Linked DNA regions of Mus musculus: all the other regions are linked to region 3. The links are chromatin contacts, called in public HiChIP or PLAC-seq maps. All regions are on one chromosome and are shown on one strand. The core of a region is the stretch at or near the end of the contact, and the rest is flanking DNA. Distances in the headings are between cores, read along the strand shown. Region 1 overlaps Tnip3 (TNFAIP3 interacting protein 3). Region 2 overlaps LOC108169147 (a long non-coding RNA gene). Region 3 has its middle 52 kb from the start of 2610300M13Rik.

Region 1 (2,792 bases), core at 119-2,618, 800 kb after region 3:
ATTGTGATAAAAACTGCATGGTACTGGTATAGAGACAGACAAGTAGACCAATGGAATAGAATTGAAGACCCAGAAATGAACCCACACACCTATGGTCACTTGATCTTCGACAAGGGAGCTAAAACCATCCAGTGGAAGAAAGACAGCATTTTCAACAATTGGTGCTGGCACAACTGGTTGTTATCGTGTAGAAGAATGCGAATCGATCCATACTTATCTCCTTGTACTAAGGTCAAATCTAAGTGGATCAAGGAACTTCACATAAAACCAGAGACACTGAAACTTATAGAGGAGAAAGTGGGGAAAAGCCTTGAAGATATGGGCACAGGGGAAAAATTCCTGAACAGAACAGCAACGGCTTGTACTGTAAGATCAAGAATTGACAAATGGGACCTAATGAAACTCCAAAGTTTCTGCAAGGCAAAAGACACCGTCAGTAAGACAAAAAGACCACCAACAGATTGGGAAAGGATCATTACCTATCCAATTTAACAATTTCTAGTGAACTGAGGAGGAAACCACGGGCATCTTGGGAATACAGTGAAGTTCAGGAGGAAAAGCTGGACAAAGCTTCTTTCCTGCTGCAGCTCCAGAGAAGATTGGCTCCACATTGCACAATAGGTACACTAAATGGAATACACACACACACACTGTGTGTGTGTGTGTGTGTGTGTGTGTGTGTGTGTGTGCTGTGTATGTGTGTATTTTTTCTTGAAGCTTCCTCCTAAGTTTCCACCTACCTGTTGATTTTTAGGGAACAAGACAGCTGCGCTGAATAAATGATACTTTATTGTGTTGGCTAGTTTTATATCAACTTTACACAAGCTATTGTCATCTAACAGGAGGAAGCCTCAATTTGGAAAACACTTGCTTAAGATCTGGCTAATTAGCTTGTCATAGGTGGTGCCACCCCTGGGCTGGTGATCCTGGGTTCTGTAAGAAATCAAGCTGAATAAGGCATGGGAAGCAAATGAGTAACCTTCTTTGTGGCCTGCTGCCCCTGTGGTCTCTGCATTAGCTCCTGCCTCTGTGTTCCTATCAAGTTTGAGTTCCTGTCTTGGCTTCCCTCAATGAACTATGATTCACAACTTTTAAGCAAATAAACTCTTTCCTTCCCAATTTGTTTTTTATCATTTTGTGTCATCACACCAGTAGTAGCCCTAACTAAGCCCCAACACTTATCATATCCTAAACTACCAGGAAAATTTTAAGCCACTGGCTTGGTATTTAACCTCTTGGAATGAAGGTTAGTCAGCTCTTTCAGATCACAGCAGTCTGACCCAACTCACCCCTCAGACACCTAGGCTCTTGACTCTTTGGCCCATGAAAGAACTGCAAGAGGAAATGAGATCAGCTGTTTCTTTATCTTCTTGTTTATTTTTAGATGGCACAAGTAGCACATGGTGCAGCTAAGTGATGTGAGCCCCACCTTTCTATTCTAGGAGAGCTGCCAACAGGAGGTAAGAAAGTGTAATCTTACCAACATTAATGAGCTATGATTTAATTCAGGGGCAGATGTAAAGAAATATGAATTATTCCTTTAAAATTCTCCTTGAGGCTGAGTTACACTGATTTCATTCAATAGAATAAATACTGTTTTAAATGCAAGCCTTTACTTCTCCTTCATCAAACACTGGCTCTTCTGGTATTAACATTATAATCTAAAATTCTTTCCGGGGAAGTTTACTATGCCATAGGACATGAATTTTTTCCTTCTTCCTGTTAATGAAGGTTGACAGAAGCAGCTAACCATATCTATTTCAACATAAGGTTGAGTTATTCATGTACCTTGTATTTCACAAGACTATCAAGTTTCTCTTTTTCCTTATACTTCCCACAAACTTAATTTACTTCTATATCCTCGGGAGAAAATTTGTAAGGAGTGATGGCTATGGTGAAAGAGCCCGAGAAGTGTCTCTGGTGAAGACTGAAAAAGTAGGACAGCCAGTAAGAAAAGATAGAGTAGAAGTGACCAGCAACTAGCCACATCTGGGAAAGGCGCAGGTCCAAAGGGACCTCACTAAGTTCCAGTGTCCTGCTCCCCAACAGATACCGTCTGCTCCCAAAGGAGAAGGGTTTAAGTTATACTCTCACACAAAAGTACTAGGGTTCCAGACAACCTGGAGAAATGCATTTTTCTAAGTGCTTTGCTAGGAAAATCCTACTTCAAAGTCTCAGAGCTGAAGTATGATTACATTGCTAATAAAACCTAAAGGCAGAGAGAGAGTTGGTTGTTCATTCCAAGATGTAGAAAATGTATGACCGTTCCACCTGAATGAGAGTTCCACCCATACTGGCAAAGCAGAGTAGAATCAAACAGGGGGATCACAGAGGCAAGAAATATTGCTCCTCGGAAGGACAGCAAAGGTGCTCAGGTTCTGACTCAATCAGGTTCCTGGTCCAAGTCAATTCTGCTTACAAATAACTATTCAACGGTCTTGGCAAACACAGCTACAAAGAAGAATTTTAGTGAGCTACTTTTTTCTTGCATCTTCCAAGACAATTCCTTTTTAACTGGAAAATGTCAAAACTCTTTTGCATCTACCTAGTAAAACTCATGGTAATTCAATAAATAGCACTTTATAACTGAAGAACACAGTGTAGTTTTTTGGTTTGACTATACTTTGTTCACCTTATACGTAAAAATGGCCTTTGGGTGGTGTCACATGTGGTGATTGAGAATAGCCCATGTAAAATATATTTGTCCAAAAAATTAGAGCTCGATTTGGTATCTTTTACTTAATCAATTCATATCTGTATGTCCTATGGGTTCAGTGTCCCAAGGATAATTA
Region 2 (3,044 bases), core at 529-3,028, 880 kb after region 3:
GCATTTCTCACCTGATGATTAAATTAATTTATTAAATTAGAGCTTATTAAATTAAATGTAAAATATTAAGTCTTTTATTCTCTGTATATCAATTTTCAGAACCACAGTTTAATTGAATCAACTCTAAGGGTGCTGGAAGTATAAAACTCTAGACTATCGCTTCCAAGAATCTGTGGTCAGAGCCTGGGACTGGGTGAGTATCCTCACTGAGTAGCACCGAAGCTGCTCATTTGTATTTGCTGGCTATCAAAGCAGAACTGGGGACTTGCACCATCTGAGAATTGCAATCTAATATGTCAAAGTTTTAAGTGCACTTAATGATTTGTCAACTTGGCTGATAATAAACAATGTCTCTCCAGTGTGGTCAAACCACTGACAATGCCATCCACACTTGGCACCGTGAGGACACCCTGACTTCTCTGCCCACTTCCTATCTGTTTTTTATGTTACAGCCATGTTCTTAAAACACATTTGCTCTTGTCGTCACCCCTCTTCCCACACACATAGTAAAAACTGTGTGGTCTTCAGTCACAATGATAGAGTTGTTAACACAGCTGAAAAGCTTGGAATCCCTCAGATGGGTCACCAGACTCTCTGCTATTCCCAGATCCTTGCCATTTATGCTCCCCAGTCACCATGGTGACAAGTTCCTCCACAGTGAGTGCTCCTTTCTACTCTGCTCCCTGCTCCCTCTAGACCCATTCTTCCCACAAAAAGCAATCTCTGTATATCCATTAATGTGAACTTTTATGACTTGCTCAGCCCTCTTAGCAGCATGAACTTTGACTTTACTATTTTAGAGCATATCATTGTCTATCCTAGATCATTTTTCTGCATCAGACTGCAAATTCTATGAGCTTGTCGTTCTGTGACAAGCACATGCCCAGTATTCAATGTTTGGTTACATAAGTACCCTACAAACAAGGAATGAATGAACTGAACACTGAGTATGGCAGCAGATCAGCAGATAGGTATACACAGAACTGTACCACAACTGGTACAGAATTTAGAAAACATTTCTCTAATAACACCTTAAACACCATGTTTAGGCTAAATCATTCTTCATACACGAAATAACCTGTTTGTATGTTCAAGAAGCCTTATACCTAAAGCCCCACACAATAGTTCTCTGTGTGTATTTGCATACATGTGTGCAAACATACACACACACACATACACACACACGTGCACAGAAAAATAAAACATACCAATTAACTATCAAACTTAACAAACTTTACAAGCACAAAGAAAAGCCACCACTCCAATATTTCAGAATATTTCTATGAGCAAAAGTAGATGCTCAGCTTTATTTGTTTGTAAACAGTGTCTTCATGTGTAGCTTAGGGTAGCCTCAAACTCACTATGTAACTCAGCTGCCCCAAAACTTTTGTCTGATCTGCCTTAGTCCCCTAGGTATTAGGATTGCAGGTGGACACCATCCTACCCTGTTAGGGTTTTTAAAATATGATAACATAAGTCAACAACAGCAATAAAAGGTATGCCTTCTACATTCCCATTTATCCACTGCCTCTAGTCGACAGAATTCTCACACTTAGCTAGTAGTGAAGTTGCTTATATTGTGGAAGAAATTGGAGGGAAGGAAATTTATACACCTGTCTCATTTACAGTAATGGCTCAAGGGAAATCACGAATGAGAGATCTTTGGCTACACATCATTTGGATAAATCAAAAGAAATAACCAAAGAGCTATAGTTTGAGTTTGAGGTATTTTTTCCATTTCATGTTTCTGAGAAAGGTGTTAAATCAGGGGACTTTTAACACCTGTTTCCTTCTAAGAAATCATTTTGCTGTATATCAGTCAAGTTTTGCTACCACAGATTCTCCATAGTTCAGTCACATCAGGGTACCTGCATTTCTTTCATCTGAGAAAAATGTCACTTGGGGGGCCTCAATTCCAAATATTTCCAAGTCCAGAAATCAGGGACCAGCAGCAGGAAACTCAGTGTCTTTCACCCTAGCTACTAGAAACTACAATCTGTAGACAGTATTGAAAACTTTTTCCAATACTGTGAGTCATGAAAATTAGTGAAGCCAGGATTATTGCAATCCCGCTGAGGTGCACATGGGCTTAGTGAAAACTCATCACCAACCGACTTCTAGCCAATGATGTAGGCCTTCTGCAGATTCCCTCATCTGCAGAAAAATCAGTGTCTCCTTATTCTTGGTCTTTATTCTGCTCTCTCCTAGGAAATACTATTTTATTGAAGCTTTTTATTGAGCAGTTTTAATTAAAGTTCCTCAAATTACAAATTTGTCCTCTTAAGCACTTTAATGGAAAGCTAATTAGATTTAAAATCAAAAGATATGGATCTCACCTATCTCTTACATCCAACAAGCTAGCTGCCCTTTACACTAAGCTTCATCTATGAAGCAGATAGAATGCTTGCCTTTTTCAAAAGAAGGAGCCTAATAGTGAAACAGGATGGTCCATTTTAGAACACCCTTCAGCTCCCCTGACTACCTGATGATTTGATTCCTGGTGTTTCCTGGTGAACTGAAAGTTCTATATGTGGTAGGATTTAAGCTATATTTGATGCGTCAAAACTGACTAAAAATCCTGTAGAGAAAGTGAGTTTTAAGAGCTACAAATGTTATCATGAATGTAATTATTGATGAACGTGGACTACTGTGAGGAAGGACAGAAATGTTGGACTAAAGATGGGTCTTCTCTATTGAAGTTCAGCTCAGGAAAAACCTGTCATAGGTAGTTTTCATATCCACGACAAGTAAGCCAGCCCCACCTCCGTCCTTAGCCTCTTCCTAACAGTATCACTTCCTCCAGACACATGCCCATTTACTTGAAAGGGAAATTGGTAAAGGTCGGGCTGGGCCAATGTTTGTTTACAAACCTGGGGATTGATCTAGGTATTCTTTTATACTATGTAAGCCATCCATCACTCTGCTGCAACCTCACCCCAGCTTATTTGCTTGGCTTCCGCTTCTCTAAGACAAGACTTTGTAATGTTCCTAGATATTCTAATCTGCACTAAATTTTTTAAGATGAAGAATATGGTGTGTTTTTA
Region 3 (2,890 bases), core at 132-2,631:
CCCTTCTCCTCAGGTTCTTCCAGCTTTTTCCTAATTCAACCACAGAGATCACCATCTTCTGTCCACTGGTTGGGTATAAATATTTGCATCTTACTCTTTCAGCTGCTTGTTGGGCCTTTCTGAGGACAGTCATGATAGGTCCCTGTTTGTAAGTATAAAAGTGTTAGTGACAGATGTTGGGACCTCCCCCTGACCTGGATTCAACTTTGGGCCAGTCACATTGGACCTCCTTTTCCTCAGGCTCTTCTCCATTTTTGTCCCTGCAAAAGGGACAAAACAATTCAGGAATTCAAGACAGGAACAATTGAATGTGGGATGGCAACCCCATCCCTCCACTTCACGACCTCCCTGTTTTTCTACTGAAGGTGGACTCTACTAGTTCCCTCTCTCCACTGTAGGGCATTTCATCTAAGGGGGGGAGTGGGGAGTCGGGGAGAGAGGGACCTGGGTGGAAAGGGAAGAGGGACCTGGGTGGAAAGGGAAGGGGGAGAAGAGGGGAACACGATCAGGTACTGGGGGTTGGAGGGGAACAGGACTGAAGCCATGAGGGCCAGCAGAAAGAATGGAAACAAGCAACCTTGGGATAGAGTAGGTAGGGGGCCCCTCTATTTTTCAAATTTATAATGAAGGCTCACCTTGGCTGTCCAGAGTCTGTTTTCTGGCTAATGAGACAATTAAAATGTCAAACAAAAAATGGATAAATTTCAATTATAGTTGTGTCCTATGCAATTAAAATGCCTCATAATAGTTTAATTCTCATAAACCAAATGTGAAACCCAGAAACTGAACTCTTAAAAACAGAAAGAAAAAAAAATTCAGGCTGAAGAAAAATAGATAAAGGGTTAATTTACTGACTTAAGGATCTTGGTCTGGTAATTATCATCCCAATAGGATATTTGGCAGACTACAGGAGTTTGATGTGTATAGAATGGCTGTTTCTTAAGTTTATTAGCACAAGTGTGGCATGGTTACCTCATTTTCACTATTATTAAGTCTCCAGATTTTTCCTTCTTCACCAGTAGATTTATAGATAATATCCATCTCATTTTTAATTAATACATATAAAGTAGGGAAAGAAGAGAGAAATATGAAACACAAGTATGTGCATCTTGATGCAAGCTGGAATTTTTATTTCTCACATAATCCAGCCATTAAGCTTGTATCAGAAAAAAATGATGTGCTAAGTCACTGCGCACAAATGGAAAACTGGTTGTTAAAATCATCCCAGTGTAGTCCACGGACGAGGGGAAACCTGGGAACTAGACACACTTCTGCCCTTTTCAAGGCTGGCATTTAATTCATCAAGTCTGCTCACTGTTTTACAAGTGATCTCCAGACCACTTCCTGTGGAGCTGGCTTCCCCGTGGCCTGCAAGACTTCTTTGATCTGTTCTTTGAATTCTCAGACCTCATGTAGCCCTCCCTGGCCACACTGGCTTCTTCTTGCCAGCATTGGATGTTGTGCTTTCTGTTTTCCTTCCTGTAACTTTGTCCCCCTGGATGTCCCATGCCCACCATTTTGCTTAAACCAGGGCAATCTTCGGTTTCTGAAATATACCAGGCCTTCTCCCAACTGAAGTGCTCCCCACTGTCAGGATGAGAACTCTGACCCTGAGGGTTCAGAAGGAAACAGCCTGACCCATCAAGGCAATCTGATAAGCGTCCAATGTAATATGGCCAGTTCTCTGGCATGGAGATCTGTATCTTCTTCTATTTATCCTATAAAGTCTGTCACCTTTTAGCATACCACAGATCTTAATTATTATCCTAAGAATTTGCTGTTTGCCTCCCTTTGCTACAATGCTAATTCCTTAGGGGAAAGGAACTGTTAACCCTTTTTATTTGTTTATTCATTTGAGTTTAAAGGTGCAGGTATGAGAAGCTTTTCAAAACAAAAGAAACCATGTGTTTATCTTTGGAGGCCTGTGGTGGTTCTTTGAACATTTTATTGGCATATGTTTTAAATGGTCTTATTGCTAAGGAACTTCCTTTGTTTGTTTCTAAGCCGTGACTTCTGTCCTCTTTAAGTTGGCAACTGACCTTTGTTGTTTCCTCAAGTTCTAAGAATATAAGAGATATTCTAAATCAGTTCCAGGTTGAGTTGCCAGTGCTGTATCAGAGACTGCCCCCTCTAAAGAGTCAGCAAAAGGTGGGCACCTGAGGGCTGGATAATTGAGTCCTTTTCTGTAACTGTTCAAGGAGGACAAGGAGACAATTCTGTTTTTCTCCTGTAGTCAAATCCCATGTGACTAAATAATTGCTCAAGTGTGTGATGGTGGAGTCAGTTTATTTAGTCAGCAATGTGTTGAGAGCAATAATGTCTTTGATCCCCAAAGGAGAGATACATAGTTAGGAAAATTTCACCCTATTTTTTCATGAAAAATAACTTGAAGGAAACAATTATGGTTTTTGTAGTTCATAAAGTTGTTTTAAATTATATAGTATGGAACATGTTTTCTTCTTGAACTGACTCCTCTCCAGAGAAGGAAAATAAAGTTTACATTTTATAATGAACAGGGCTCCATTTGTATTCTTGGATAGGCTCCACTTGTATTCTTTGATACTGTTGCAACTGAGATGGAAGGTCTACAGAGGATCACCATTTTTTAAAGATGGTAAGAGATACATTTGCTCTCTTCAGAGATGGCAAGAGATACAGTATGCTTTTCTTTTGCTGTGTAAGATTTATGGACTTTTTTTTCCCAAGAGCAATCTTTGTTGCAAACAAAAAACGATTACTGAGAAATAGATGAAAGCTAATTCTGAAATTTTTAAAAACTGAACATCCAAAGGCTAACACGTTCCTTGTCCTTGTTAGTTTTTAGGGAAAGCATTAAGCAACTGGGATGTTCATGATCATTGAACACAAAGAGGAAACAGTTTACTGAAAA

The links. HiChIP or PLAC-seq counts read pairs in DNA pulled down with a chosen protein or histone mark.
Region 1: a contact with region 3 is called in an H3K27ac HiChIP or PLAC-seq map of CD8 T cells, with 7 times the contacts expected there. The contact joins two enhancer-like sites. A contact is called at or near these places in 6 of 115 datasets of contacts at active chromatin or transcription factors (the 230-238 cell line, CD8 T cells, a colorectal cancer cell line and 3 more).
Region 2: a contact with region 3 is called in a BATF HiChIP or PLAC-seq map of CD8 T cells, with 6 read pairs. The contact joins two enhancer-like sites. A contact is called at or near these places in 3 of 115 datasets of contacts at active chromatin or transcription factors (CD8 T cells, astrocytes and cardiomyocytes).

The regions. Positions count from the first base shown.
Region 1 is chr6:65,610,602-65,613,393 of GRCm38.p6, reverse strand. The region is part of intron 6 of Tnip3 (TNFAIP3 interacting protein 3); the gene reads right to left. Among named protein-coding and RNA genes, the nearest start is that of Tnip3, 22 kb to the right of the region's middle. Within about 2 kb of position 1,368, at least 46 of the 459 cell types and tissues checked have an H3K27ac peak or open chromatin away from gene starts, as enhancers often do. A contact at or near this core is called in CD8 T cells, where this site is marked.
Region 2 is chr6:65,529,010-65,532,053 of GRCm38.p6, reverse strand. The region is part of intron 1 of LOC108169147 (a long non-coding RNA gene); the gene reads right to left. Among named protein-coding and RNA genes, the nearest start is that of Tnip3, 60 kb to the left of the region's middle. Within about 2 kb of position 1,778, at least 7 of the 459 cell types and tissues checked have an H3K27ac peak or open chromatin away from gene starts, as enhancers often do. A contact at or near this core is called in CD8 T cells, where this site is marked.
Region 3 is chr6:66,413,527-66,416,416 of GRCm38.p6, reverse strand. No RefSeq gene overlaps it. Among named protein-coding and RNA genes, the nearest start is that of 2610300M13Rik, 52 kb to the left of the region's middle. Within about 2 kb of position 1,381, at least 27 of the 459 cell types and tissues checked have an H3K27ac peak or open chromatin away from gene starts, as enhancers often do. A contact at or near this core is called in CD8 T cells, where this site is marked.